Linked DNA regions of Zea mays: region 2 is linked to region 1. Evidence: chromatin contacts called from public Hi-C data. All regions are on one chromosome and are shown on one strand. Each heading gives the region's core, a stretch centred on a gene start, on an enhancer-like site or on the middle of the called end of the contact. The rest is flanking DNA. Distances are from core to core; before and after follow the strand shown. Region 1 holds the start of LOC100280804 (deleted in split hand/splt foot protein 1). Region 2 holds the start of LOC103650001 (BSD domain-containing protein).

Region 1 (3,234 bases), core at 540-3,039:
TCCTCCACTTACTGCAACCACCGAAATAGCAAGGGCAGTTTCCTGATTCTCTTCTTGAGATGTGTCCTCTGTATCCTCTTCTTCCTCCTTCATGGTTAGTGCCCACATTTCTTCCACCAGGTGTAATGGTACACTGGTCGAACACCGTGGGAGTGACCCCAACGTTCTCCACACTTAAAACATAGACCCTTGGCTTTTCGGTAAGCTTTCAGGACAACCATCTTACTCTCTTCAGTTCGGCTGCCAGTAGGATTAGATACACGACGATCCTCACCCATTCCCAACATCTCGCTTCCAGAAGCTGGGGGCAATTGTAGTGGCATCGGCTGATCGGCCCAGCTCGGGATGGCAATCTAGCAAAAGAGACTGAGTCAAATCTCTTGAACTCTCTTTTTCCCATGTTACTCAACACTTCTTGCAGCAAACCTAGAGCGCACGTAGTGTCCAAATCCTTTGGGCGTTGAATAATCACTACTGCCTTTACCTCATCCTTCAACCCATCCACAAACCGTGTTGTAATCATGGTGGGAGTTAGTTGATTCTCATGGGCCAACAGTTGGTGCAGTAATTGGTCAAACCGCTCGACATACTCAGTCACCGAAGTTGTCTGTCTAATATGATAGAACTGTGTAATCAGTAAGGTATGTTGGTCACGCCCAAATCTGGTATTCAGGGTGGCACACAACTCATGCCAACTCATGTCTCTTGCTCTAGCCTCCATTGATTGTAGCCAATACAGCACAGGACCTTGAAAGTGCATGATAGCCAATTAGATCCACATCTCACTAGGCACAACATAAAACTCGAAATACGTTTCGCAACGATTTCTCCACAACTTTGGATTAGACCCATCAAAAACAGGAAAGTTCATCTGAGGCATGCTAGTACCAGGACCTTGAGACCAATTCATCGAAGCAGTCTACACTACTGAATTAGGAACAAAGGACCAAGGGTGCTGGGTATTCAACGCGACAATACCTCCCATAGAGTATGGTGTACGTGCCATCTCCGGTCCAGCGCCTGGTCGACGGAAGGGTTCAGCAGCATGGTGAAGAGTTGGTCCGGTCACCGATCCAATCACCGTGGGTTCAGGTGTCATCGATGCCGACGCACTCGCTAGTACCGATGGTTCTCCGGTCGACGTGGTCACCATCCCTCCAGTAGGCTTCGGCTTCATCGGATCCACCAAAACAGGAGATTCCCCACTCGACTTCGCGTTCACCTGGCCCTGGAGCGTCTTCTGTCATCTTTACCACCTTGGTTTTGATCTCCAATCTCCACCTCTTGAAGTCGCTCCGATCAGTCACCATGCCCTTGATGGTATTCTCCATCTTCTCCATGGCGGACTGCATGGAGTCTATCTGCCTGTACGTCTCCTTGCTGCCTTCGTCGATCTTCGCCATCAACTGCGACAAGGAATCCTCCACTCGTGGCGGTGCCATCACTCCTCCCTTTGCCTGTGCCCTCATGAAGTACTCATGTGGTGGATCCAGGTTGACTCTGGTACCAAAATGTTAGCAACTCTCAAAAGCATGCAAGAACAGGGAGTGGTTCGGGCGGTGCAGGTATTCCTTTCCTCCTCTCCAAGTTTAGGCCAGCTAAAAAGCCAGGTACAAGTACAATAAATTCCTTCCTGCTACTTATAGCTAGTTCTGGTATTAACCGTAACCCTCTTTGCTTAGTGCTTAACTACTATGATTAACACTTGGTGGACCCTGTTACATCCGGTCCTTACTGGCATATTTAGGATTGAGCTTCGGTACTCTTTGGCTTCTCTTCAGTATGACACCGATTCCTTCTTCAGTCTTCTTTAGATTCATCAGTGTTGCCTTCTTCACCGTAGCAGATCTAGTAACGCTGACATTGTGGTCCCAGAGTGGTGCCTTGGCAGACCTGACCAGCTAGCAAATAGGCCCAGCCAACTCCGATCGCACCAGCACCTGCACCACTGCACCAGCCGCCCGCAACCCGCAAAGCTGCTTCCCGGACTAGCTAGGGTTTCGTGTACGCCGCTTGATCTAGTCCTCTCTCCCGGCACGCGAGGTAGGTCGGTGCCGCTCTCGCCGTCTGTCCTTCCCACGCCTCGAGTCGCTCCCCGCTGATACACTCGGCCGCATCGCAGGGCGCAGCGTTGATGGCGGCGGCACCGGCGGACGCTAAGGCGGAGGCCGCCAAGATGGACCTCCTCGAGGACGATGACGAGTTCGAAGAGTTCGAGATCGACCAAGGTACGCCCCCGCCCCCCGTTTCGTGGGCATGTTGATTTGACCATTTGCACGAGTAGATTTGATTGGTTGGCTAGATGGAAACCTGTGCGGTGTTGCTAGTATCTAGGGCATCAGATCCAATTGGTCAGGACGTTTACTTTACAACTAGTAACTCGCGCTTTGCTCGAGTTGACTTAATGTGTGGAACACCATATACCTATAGTGATATCTATGGAAGCATATTACATATATTTACAGTAATAGAATCTTGCAACTTGCAAACGTACCATCATGAACAGCTTGAAAACTATATTACAATGATCCTGGTTGCATCTACATGAGCCAACCAAATTCTTGTTCTTAGGGGGTGTTTTGAATGCACTAGAACTAATAGTTGGCTAAAAATTGTTAGTGGAATTAGCTAGGTAACAAATAGCTACCTAACTATTAACTAATTTACCAAAAATAACTAATAGCTGAACTATTAGCTAGGGTGTTTGGATGTCTCAACTAATTTTAGCCACTAACTATTAGCTCTAGTGCATTCAAACACCCCCTTAGTCATCACAAAATAATTATGCGATAAAAGAAAATTCACAGGAAGTTTGTGAAGCAACGCAGTTGACAACAGATTAGATATATATATAGAAATTTCTTGAGACAACAAAACATTGACCTTAACGGCCACAAAAGCGGCGTGTGCGCGCTATAGAAACTATGCCTTTCTTAACAACCATGTTTAATCTCCATTTCTTCATGGACGTTGTGGGCGTCTGTTCCGATGTGTAGTTGTGTACAACAACACTGCAGAAAGAACGGAGAACAACTAATGGACAGAATTGGTCTATGCATCTTATGGATTGCATAACAACAGTGGTCTTAACTTGCAGAAGCTTCTTATGGACTGCACAACAACAGTGGTTTAGTTATTCTATATGCTATTGCCAGACTTGTCTTAACTAACCAATTATGCACACATCTCATTGGCTAATTGCCAAGAAAGAACTGAGAACAACTAATGGGCAGA
Region 2 (3,234 bases), core at 440-2,939, 180 kb before region 1:
AGCCTCTCCACAAAGCTCTCCAATCCAGGGCTTTCATGGAGCACCGTCTCTATCTGTTCCTTCATCTCGTCAATTGAGAACAAGGCACTCCATTTACCAAAGCCCTCAGAATCTTCAGGCTCCTCAGTGAACGTGGCAGGGTCCGCACGCAACGCCAAGACCTGGGCCTCGAACCTGGTATACTTCTTGGTCGGCAAGGAAGCGCGCCAGGACGCACTGGAAACAGAGCCGTCGGAGGGGCGGGCAGCACGGTCACCATCAACACCGTCAGCTTCAGCGGACCGGAGGGCCTCGTTGGCATGCGAGAGGAGCCCAGCGGCGGCGGCACCGAGGTCGTCAACGGCCTGGCCGACAGACTCAAGCCTGTCGGAGGCGACAGACGCGCCGGCCTCCAGCGCGCCAGGTAGCGCTGAGGCGGCGCGCGCGGCGGCGGCCCGGAGCGCGGCCGTCTCGAGGCGGAGCCCCGAGCCGAGGTCCTCGAGGTCGCGGCGGTAGCCTCCCAGGACCGACTCCGACCGCGACGCGAACGTACTCACCAGGCCCCCGAAGCTCCACCCGCCGTCTGAGCTTTCCCCAGCCGGCGCCCCCTCCTCCCCATCCACCGCCGCCACTTCCGCATCGATTCCCTGCTCTCCGTCCTCCTCCGCCGTGGAGGCAGCCTCCTTCTCATTCTCATTGCGCTGCGCCTCAATCTCCTCCGCGAGCGTCCTGATCAGGCCGCCAAAGCTCCAGCCGCCGCCAGAAGATTCTCCCTCCTCATCTGCCGTTGCCGTTGCCGTTGCAGCCGCCGCCGCATCAGCCTCCGCTCCCCGCTCGAGCTCCTCCGACTCCGCGGCGGCTGCAATGGCCTCCTGCTCTTTCCGCTGGGCTTCAATCTCTTCCGCGAGCGTCTTGATCAGCCCGCCGAAGATCCACCCGCTGCCGGGGACAGCCTCTCCATCGGCACCCCTCTGGGCCTCCTCCGCCTCCGCGGCGACGGCGGCCGACTCATTCACTTTCCGCTGCTCCTCGATCTCCTCCTTGAGCGTATCGATCAGGCTGCCGAAAATCCACCCCCCGCCGGACTCTTGGGCCGCCGGCTCTTCCTCGCCCTCCTGCTGCGGCTCCTCACCATCCTCCTTGGCAGGGGCAGAGAAGACGGAGCTGAAGAAATCCATGCGCGCGCGGATCGGGATTCGGATTTGGATCTGAGCGAGGACAAGGCGGGCGGCGGTGGCGTCGGGGATAGATATATAGATCTATCAGGCACCTGCCGTCGGCGAGAAATTTTCCCCTTCAATCAATCTTTGGATGACGAGTGGGGCCCTTCTGCAGTGAGAAAAACTGCAGCTTGCCACGAGGGCAGAGGGTGTGCTACTGCTAGTGGGCGGTGGCTGACTGCTGATCATGGGTTGGGGGCGATGCGATCTGGAGTTTTGCACCATCCGACGGACCAACCAGGCAGGCGGAGCTCAACTCTGAAAATTGTGGAAGCCGAGCTTTCTGCCCACTAGCGGTTCTGGATCCACTAACGCTGGATCAAGGTCTAGCCATGGCTAACGGAAATTGTGGGAAATAGCTCCACGTCCTCGTCTCGTCTGCGCGACGACGAACGCTTGAGATATTTTTTCTACATCTCTATTTTCTTGTGGAGATAAAAATTTATCTTTCATGTTTTTTCTGTGATTGTAAAACCTAGAATTTAGTCTACAAAATATTTGTAAAAATGCTGGACTTATGGCATATCGTTCAAAGTGCAGATCAACAAGTTTGTAAAACTTGGTGGGAACAACTTGTTCCTTACTATGCTGATATATTGGGTGCTATCTTACCGTGCAAATGTGGTATAAAAGCTGACCCAGCTAGGCTTGTTCGTTTTTATCGTTAATCCATATGGATTGGGTGGTATTGAATCGGTTTAAATTTATAGCAAGTCAAAATTCATTTCAATACACTTAATCTATATGGAATATGAATAACTAAACAAGACCTAAAGGCTTATTTATTTTATAGTTAATCCATGTGGATTGTGTGGGATTGAGTCGGATTAAATTCATAGTAAGTTAAAATACATCTCAATCTCACTCAGGTCTAGTTTGGGTATTCTAGTATTGACCTCAACATATGTGGATCTGAGTGAATACTAGAGTATCCAAATAAAGCCTGAGGGTGTGAAGACCGATGTTTTTTCAGACTGCATCTTGATAAATCTCAACAAGTACCTTCATGTTTTTAAACTTTTACATTGCCATGATTTTATTTTATCAACTTAGAGTTGGACATGTGAGAGTTGTAATTCATTTTGATTACACATGTTCGTTTGGACCTATGGTTTATTTACATATTTTCTGAACGGTTGTTGGCGTACCTGAATGATATTTTTTATCCAATCCTTAATGCTCTTTCTGACCCCTCAAACGCGGTGAGTTTTCTTTGAAAAAGCCTTTCAAACTGCTCTGCTTATTTATAGAATTTGAAGCTACATCATCTTGTGGGCTGTGATTAGCTTAGTTGATACTTAATACATTCTTTTTTATTTGTCGCGTTTTAGTTCAAAAATAAACTAATCAGCGACAAATATTCGAGAACAGAGATAGTTGTCGGAGACCATAATTAGGGGTACCCTCAAGACTCCTAATTCTCAGCTGGTAACCCCCATCAGCATAAAGCTGCTAAGGCCTGATGGGTGCGATTAAGTCAGGGATCAGTTCATTCGAGCGACTCGATCACGCCTCGCCCGAGCCTAGCCTCGGACAAGGGCAGCCGACCCCGGAGGATTTCCGTCTCGCCCGAGACCCCCCTCTGACGGTGAACATATTTCCGGCTCGCCCGAGGCCCTGCCTTCGCTAAGAAGCAACCCTGACTAAATCGCCGCACCGACCGACCAAATCGCAGGAGCATTTAACGCAAAGGTGGCCTGACACCTTTATCCTGACGCGCGCCCCCCGGCAGAGCCGAAGTGACCGTCGTCACTTCGCCGCTCCACTGACCGGCCTGACAGAAGGACAGCGCCGCCTGCGCCACTCCGACTGCAGTGCCACTTGACAGAGTGAGACTGACAGGCAGTCAGGCCCTGCCAAAGGCACCATAGGAAGCTCCGCTTCGCCCGACCCAGGGCTCGGACTCGGGCTAAGTCCCGGAAGACGGCGAACTCCGCTCCGCCCGACCCAGGGCTCGGACTCGGGCTAAGTCCCGGAAGACGGCGAACTCCGCTCCGCCCGACCCAGGGCTTGGACTCGGGCTCAGCCCCAGAAG

Evidence for each region. A called contact is a pair of places that touch in the nucleus more often than the background predicts.
Region 2: a contact with region 1 is called in a Hi-C map of endosperm, with 2.3 times the contacts expected there. The contact joins the promoter of LOC103650001 here to the promoter of LOC100280804 in region 1. A contact is called at or near these places in 2 of 25 Hi-C or Micro-C datasets (ear and endosperm).

Annotation. Positions count from the first base shown.
Region 1 is chr3:41,479,072-41,482,305 of Zm-B73-REFERENCE-NAM-5.0, reverse strand. LOC100280804 (deleted in split hand/splt foot protein 1) reads left to right here and starts at 1,789. Exons shown (of 3, transcript NM_001153724.1): 1 at 1,789-2,047; 2 at 2,123-2,228. The coding sequence starts at 2,135.
Region 2 is chr3:41,663,524-41,666,757 of Zm-B73-REFERENCE-NAM-5.0, reverse strand. LOC103650001 (BSD domain-containing protein) reads right to left here and starts at 1,689. Exons shown (of 1, transcript XM_008675682.4): 1 at 1-1,689. The coding sequence starts at 1,157.